Linked DNA regions of Mus musculus: region 2 is linked to region 1. Evidence: chromatin contacts called from public HiChIP or PLAC-seq data. All regions are on one chromosome and are shown on one strand. The core of a region is the stretch at or near the end of the contact, and the rest is flanking DNA. Distances in the headings are between cores, read along the strand shown.

Region 1 (3,553 bases), core at 697-3,196:
GTAAAAACAAATTTAATTCTCTTCCTTTTTTGGGACAGATGGGAAGAAATTGACGCCTTTGTCTCAAACCAAAAAAGAAAGAAGCAGAGAGACAATATACTTCTTTTCTTTTTGACAGCCATTTCTTTGGAACAAAAGCTGCAGGCTGTCACTCCAGCAGGGACCTAACTGCCTTCCGGGAGGCGGGAGCTAGACTAGTGAGTAGAAAAGGTTCCTTTGATGGACAAAGCATAGTCCTTTTCTCCCTGTGGGGTCCCTAAAAGCTTAGGTCCTTGGGAATCTCTGTAGCCTGGGATACAGAGTGATTGTCACCGCTGACATCAGACCTGCCCAGCCACTGTAGCCTGGAACTTAACCTCTTAGCTGACCTTTACCACCTAAATGGTCACTATGACCATGGAGATTTCTGTAGAGTGTGGTGGTGGTGGTGAGGTGGTCACCAGGCCAAAGACACCCCTAGACACTCACTGGAAAGTCCTGCTACTCTGCTAGGGAGGTAGCAGACAGCAGACTCCTGAAGCAGGTGTCACGGGACTTAGTGCTGTGTGTCCTTGCAAGGACTGTGGCCTTGTGCCCCACCCAGGGCAGAGTTGTGTTAGAGCTGACCCAGCCGGTCCTTTCCTGTAGGGATGAGAACTGACTTGGCCTCATGAGTATAGGTATTGCAGGTGTGATTTCAAAATTGTTTAAACGTTGATTGATTTTGTGTTGGATGGGGCATGCTCCCGCCACTGTGCACATGAGGAGGTCAGGGGAGAGTTTTAATAGAGGTGCTTCTCTTCCTCTGCCTCCTGAGTTCATAGGGGTTGAACTCCAGTCAGCAGGTTTGACAGAAAGGACCTTTATCCACCAACCCCAATTAAAAGAAATTATTTATTTGTTTGCTAATTTGTGTGTGTGTGTGTGTACAGTAACATACCATGGCACCACCACATCCAGCAAGATTTGACCAACTTTTTTCTAACCCTTTCTGATAATGTCCTGGGATCAGCCTCAGCTGATTATATACATACACATATAACATACATACCCAGGTGATTGCATGCCAATGTGACAGATACAGTGACAGAAAGGCCCAGGGGGGATGTCCCAGAAGTACTTTTTCATTAAAAAACCTGTTTGCAGCAATTCTATAAGAGGCGGCAAAGGGCCGGTGGGTTTTAAAGGATGCATAGGAATTGGCTACTGGGGGAGCAGCAGAGTGGGTAGAAAAGTGTGAGCATGTCCAAGACCCAAAAGTTATGAGCAGTAGAGACCCGGAGCTTAACTGAGTACGGTGGTGTACCAGGCCTGGCGCCCATTATCTCAGTTCATCCCCTCAACAGCCCCTGGGCCAAAGTAGCAGTATCCCTGTCTGTCTGTCTGCCTGTCTGTCTGTGTCTGTCTATCATCTATCTATCTATCTATCTATCTATCTATCTATCTATCTATCTATCTATCTATCTATCTATCATCTATTTTTGAGACAATGTCTCACTATGTAATTGTGGTTGACTGGGAACTTGCTATATAGACTATGCTAGTTTTGAACTCAGAGATCAGTCTGCCTCTGCCTCCTGAGTGCTGGGATTAAAGGTGGTGCCATACCTGCCTAGAATCCCCATTTTATTTTAGTAAGTATGTATGCATGCATGTATGTACATGTGTGTGTATATGTATGTATGTATATTTATTTTGGGGGGATAGAGTTTCTTTGTGTAGCCCCGGCTGTCCTGGAACTTGTTCTGTAGACCAGGCTGGCCTCAAATCCACAGAAATCCCCCTGCCTCTGCTTTCTGAGTGCTGAGATTAAAGGTATGTGCCATGCCTGGCTAGTGTCCCCATTTCAGATGGGAAAGCTGAGCTCGGAGGTTAAGCTGCTTTTCCCTGAGTCACAGACCTTGTCGGGAGTGTCAGAACTCCGGACAGAGGAATTTTAGAGGAAATTCCCAGGTCCACGTTTACTGTGAGTTCTGGGCATCAGTGAAGCAGAACGATGTCCCAGCTGTCGCTGGGTTCCTGGGATGAGGCTTTTGAAGACTTAACAAAATAGGAGAAAAGGGCAATTTTCCGTGAACTTTTGTTCCTCCTTAAGTTCTCCAAATCTTTGCCTTTCAAAATGTACTGTGCATTTTGCACGGTGCATTTTTTTTAAAGCTCCAAATTGACAGCGTAATTCTAGACTATCACAGGTCTCTCTTCCTCCCCAAAATTTCCATTCCGTTCTCTCTACGAGGTGGGAGGGAAGATTGTGCCTTTGGTTTAAAAATGCCCTACAGTTTCCAATCTCTTCTTGATGTCCTCGAGCTCCAGATGAATGCTAGAATCTGATGTTGGCTTCCTCTCTCAGATTCTCAGTTTTCCCGTCCTGTAGAGTGGACTTTCTTTGTAGAATGGCTGCGAGGATTAATTAGGTAATGTATGTATAGCCACAGGGCTTGTCACTCAGCAAGTAGCTGTGACTGGAAAATAGCCAGGGTGCAGGGTCAGAGCTGGAGACCCAGAGGGAAATGTGCATTGGCTTCTGGGGTGCACTGAGGAGAGAGGAGTCTGAGAATCTGGCCTGGAGACCTCCGAGACCCCATGGTGAGTGTGTGCGAAGCCACTGGAGCAGCAGGAGGAAGAGGAGAATGTGTTGTCATGGAAACAGGAGGAGGAGGGTGCTCCCAGGGAGAGGGAGTGATGGATAATGTCAAGTTTAATAGAGAGGATGGAGGTGCAGAGGGCAGGAGGGCAATGAGAGCAAACCAGAGACCTCAACTTTAGTCTCCGACATGCCCTGAGAAACCCCAAAACCTGGCTTCAAGTCTCAGCCCTGGAGTTAAATAAACACATGAACTAGCAAAGGATTTGCCTTCACCAAACTTCTGTTTTCTCCTAGATAGAAGATGAGAGAGTGGGTAGTCTCTAATACGATGGCCAACATCTAATCAGGTTCTTGAGTGGATTCATGGCCACGTAGCAGCTGGATCTCAGGCAAGGGATGGAACCCCAAGAGTCCCCTAAGAGCATGCAGAAATTCTGGCACATAGTGGGCCGCAATACAAGGTTCTTCCCTAGTAGTTATGGGGGCTCCAAAGCTGGCTGTTGTCAGGAAGTTGCTTGGCTTGGAGTCCTAAGTGCCTGGCATGTTGAGAGATGGGCATTTGGCATCTGGAAGGTTGCTGGAGCCGCAAGTGCCCTGGCTGAGCTCCTACCTGCTAGAACACAGTCCAAAGGCCAGCTGCCATCGCTCTGTATCTATACTTAGATCCCAAACTTAGAACTGCAGCGCCATACGAAGCCAGCTGCGGAGACTCTAAACCCTAGACAGTGAGGTTCCCTGTTAGACCCCGACTTTGGTACTTATATACAAACCATGTGTGGAACAGAGTCTGGAGTGTAGCTCAGCAGTTAGAAGCAGGAACCACTCTTCCAGAGGACCTGAGTTCAGTTCCCAGCACCCAAATCAAGCAGGTTACAACTGCCTGTAGTTTTAGGGAATCTCACCCCTCTGTCCTCTGCAGGTTTCCCCAGATGTGTCAGGATCTCATGATGTAGCCCAGGCTAGCATCAAGCTCACAATGTAGCCAAG
Region 2 (3,553 bases), core at 376-2,875, 61 kb before region 1:
AGCAGCAGGAGCCATTGGATCCGAAATCCCAGGATTCCTATGGGAAGATGAGAGGCAGAGACATGAGACTCCCTGGCAGCTTGGGGACCAGCTAGCCTGGCATCCGCAGTGAGGAAAATCAAACCTTCAGGATCAGGCACAGGGGCACAGGACCTGTCCCAAATAAGATGGTTAGGACTAACGCCTAAGGTTGTCTCCTGACTTGCATGTGCACACCCTGGCATATATGTGCCGGCTCAGGCACAGATATAAAGATAAAAACAATGATAATGAAGCCTGCACGCTGGAAGGCCACCGCCAGACACAGCTTCTCAATCTCACGAGTTCAGAACTGTGAGGCAAAATAAGGCTTTTCTCTAAAACTCACCCGTCTGCTACTGCATCATTGGCAACAGACAACGGGCTAATGCAGACAGGAAGAGAATGATTCTATAAAGCTGCCTGCAGTGGTAGATCTGATGTGTAGTTGACTTTGAAAAAGAAGCACCTTGGGATGCTCAGATGGCTCAGAGCCTCAGAGGTTAACTGGCTGCTCTTCCAGAGGACTCTGATTCAATTCCCAGCACCCACATGGCAGCTCACAACTGTCTGTAACTCCAATTCCAGGGGATCCAACACCCTCACACAGACACACATGCAGGCAAAACACCAATGCACATGAAGTAAAAATAAATAAATTATAATAAATTTAAAGAAGAAGAAGAAGAACAACAACAACAATAACAACAATGGATGTGGTGGCACAGCTATTTAGACACACAGCACTTGGGAAGCAGAGGCCAGCCTGGTCTACAGGGTTCAAGAACAGCCAGAACTACACAAAGAAACCCTGTTTCAAAAAACCAAAAAAGCCGGATGTGGTGGCACATGCCTTTAATCCCAGCACTCGGGAGGCAGAGGCAGGTAGATTTCTGAGTTCGAGGCCAGCCTGGTCTACAAAGTGAGTTCCAGGACAGCCAGGGCTATACAGAGAAACCCTGTCTCGAAAAACAAAAAACAAAACAAAACAAAAGACAAAAAAAAAAAAAAAAAAAAAAAAAGAAAAGAAAGAAAGAAAGAAAAAAGAAGGAAGAAGGAAGGAAGGAGTAGGAAGAGGAGGAGGAGGAGGAGGAGGAAGACCTCTGCCAGCACCCTCTACAGTGAGTAGCTACTTGTGCAGGGAGCCTGCCTTTCCCAGACCACACACCTACCCAGGCTCTGATTATGCAAAGCAAGTGCAAGAAAGATCACTGGAGAGAGGACACCAGAAATTCAAGATCTTGGGGCTGAAGAGGTGGCTGTGCACACAGTGAGAGGGTATCTCAAGAACCTGGCTGTGGCCCAGACCTTGCCAAAGGTCAGGCTGGTGTCCCCAGGAGGGAGGCTTCTCTGTCCTCCCTAAACTCAGGACCCAGGGTCAGCAAAGATTAATGGAGGGCTGGGAGGAGCCCTGGTCTGGGCTTGGAGCTGGGATCTTGTTAACTTGTCTGGCCTTGAGGGCAGGCTCAGGCAGCTCTGAGCCTTGCAATGGAAGTAGCTTTGTGGAGGGGCAGACTGGGCAGTCTGCGTTCCCTTCGCACTGAGACAGAAGGGAAGAGATGAGCGATCCGTGAGCCTCCTGGGGAGGCTGCTTTTCTTTTTCAGAGAAGTCTGAAGACCGAAGTGAGTCACGCTTCCAAATGCAGGAAGGACAGCAGCCCAGCCTCTGCTCAGCCCTTCTGCCATCTGCTCCTGGTGAGGAGGGACCTGCATCTCAGATCTTCTACAAGATGCTGCTGTGTGAAGATTTATGCACTTATATCTTTAAAGGACAAGAAGAACTTCGTTGGATTTTTCCCTATTTATTTAAAAAGATTTAGACAGTTGCACAAAGTTATAAAAAGAAAAAACCAAAAACCAAAAACCAAACAAACAAACAAACAAAACCCAAGTAACATACAGTCGCTTTGTGTGGAAGGAGCTGCTGGCAGCTTAGTTGTAGCTCATTATGCTTCTTTCTCTTAAGGTTGGAACTGGGGCTCCCAGAGTCACTAGGCCTTAATAACTCCACACACTCTGCCTTTATTGCTGCTGCTCAGCAGGAATCTCCTCAGGAGGGGGGAAGCTTGTGGAGGTGGGGGGTGGGTGGGTTGGGGAGGACCAAGAGAATAGGGGAGGACCAAGAGAATAGGGGGAAGAAGTTCAGAGTTGTCTCTCACACTTGGATTGCTGCAGATTAAAAATAAAATGCAAATAAAATCTGGGGATGTGGGCTGGAGAGATGCCTCAGGGGTTGGGAGCACCGACTGCTCTTCTGAAGGTCCTGAGTTCGAATCCCAGCAACCACATGGTGGCTCACAACCATCTGTAATGAGATCTGACGTCGTCTTCTGGTACATCTACAGTGTACTTAGATATAATAATAACTAAATCTTAAAAAAAAAAGATCTGGGGATGCAAATCAGTTGGCCGAGACCTATCTAGTATGTGTGGAGTCCTGGGCTCCATCTCCAGCATCACATTAATTAGGAGTTTATACTCCCAGCATTTGGGAGGTGAAGGCAGGCAGTTTGAGATCATCCTTTCTGACTTAGCAAGTTTGAGGTCACCCTGGGCTATGTGAGACCCTATTTCAAACACACACACACACACACACACACACACACACACACACACACACATGCACAGAAAGAGAGAGGAGGAGAGGAAGAGAGAGTTTGTAGGAGTGAAGCAAAGCATGCGAGAGAGATGGCTCGTGGGTTAAGAGCCATCTGTATAGTCATGAGGAACAGAATTCAGAGCCTCCACACAACCATGTGTCACGAATACTCCTGTAACTCTGGCCCTGGGGAATCCCACGTCCTCTTCTTGCCTCTGTAGGTGCATCAGCATGCACAGATGCATACACACTGAAGCACATACATGCACACATGCTCAAGCACAAAGACACACATGCACACACACTCAAGCACGCACATGCACACCCATGCCCATATACTCGAGCACACATATACACCAATAAAAATACATTTTAATATAAATGAGAAAAGGCAAAGAAAAATGTATAATAAGTAAGACATATAAGCCTCCCAAGGAGGCTCACAGATTGTTCATCTCTTCCCTTCTGTCTCTCCAGTGAGAACGGAACGCAGACTGCCCAGTCTGCCCCTCCACAAAGCTACCTCCATTGCAAGACTCAGAGCTGTCTGAGCCTGCCCTCAAGGCCAGACAAGTTAACAAGATCCCAGCTCTGTACCCAGGCCTGGGCTCTTCCCACCACTCCATCAATCTTTGCTGACCCTGCGTCCTGAGTTTGGGGAGGACAGACCTTCCTAGGGCCACCAGCCTGACCTAGAGGATAAAACATGCATGCTGGACAGTCTGACAACTTGAGTTCATTCCCAGGGACTTACATGGTAAAAGGAGAAAACTGACTTCTGGTGAGCTTAGGCAAAACTTTTGCAGCCTATTTTAATAAATGTTCAACCTCTCCTCTAACCCACCACCCACAAGAGGTAGTAGAAGAGAAAAGCTATTAGGATACAGGGGAAGTAGACCTGTTTAGAAATAGTTCTTTGGGGGTGAGTTCAGTCTT

The links. HiChIP or PLAC-seq counts read pairs in DNA pulled down with a chosen protein or histone mark.
Region 2: a contact with region 1 is called in an H3K27ac HiChIP or PLAC-seq map of SST interneurons, with 3 times the contacts expected there. The contact joins two enhancer-like sites. A contact is called at or near these places in 2 of 39 promoter capture datasets (both in embryonic stem cells), 4 of 15 datasets of contacts at CTCF or cohesin (the NIH/3T3 cell line, embryonic stem cells and stem cell-derived epiblast-like cells), 28 of 484 Hi-C or Micro-C datasets (B cells, the C2C12 cell line, CD4 T cells and 21 more), 7 of 115 datasets of contacts at active chromatin or transcription factors (SST interneurons, bone marrow-derived dendritic cells, differentiating embryonic stem cells and 3 more) and 3 of 9 other capture datasets (adipose tissue, embryonic stem cells and pancreatic islet).

The regions. Positions count from the first base shown.
Region 1 is chr4:132,108,059-132,111,611 of GRCm38.p6, reverse strand. Oprd1 (opioid receptor, delta 1) reads left to right here. Exons shown (of 3, transcript NM_013622.3): 3 at 1-886. Among named protein-coding and RNA genes, the nearest start is that of n-TAcgc3, 15 kb to the left of the region's middle. Within about 2 kb of position 1,946, at least 3 of the 459 cell types and tissues checked have an H3K27ac peak or open chromatin away from gene starts, as enhancers often do. A contact at or near this core is called in SST interneurons, where this site is marked.
Region 2 is chr4:132,169,158-132,172,710 of GRCm38.p6, reverse strand. No RefSeq gene overlaps it. Among named protein-coding and RNA genes, the nearest start is that of Oprd1, 26 kb to the right of the region's middle. Within about 2 kb of position 1,625, at least 22 of the 459 cell types and tissues checked have an H3K27ac peak or open chromatin away from gene starts, as enhancers often do. A contact at or near this core is called in SST interneurons, where this site is marked.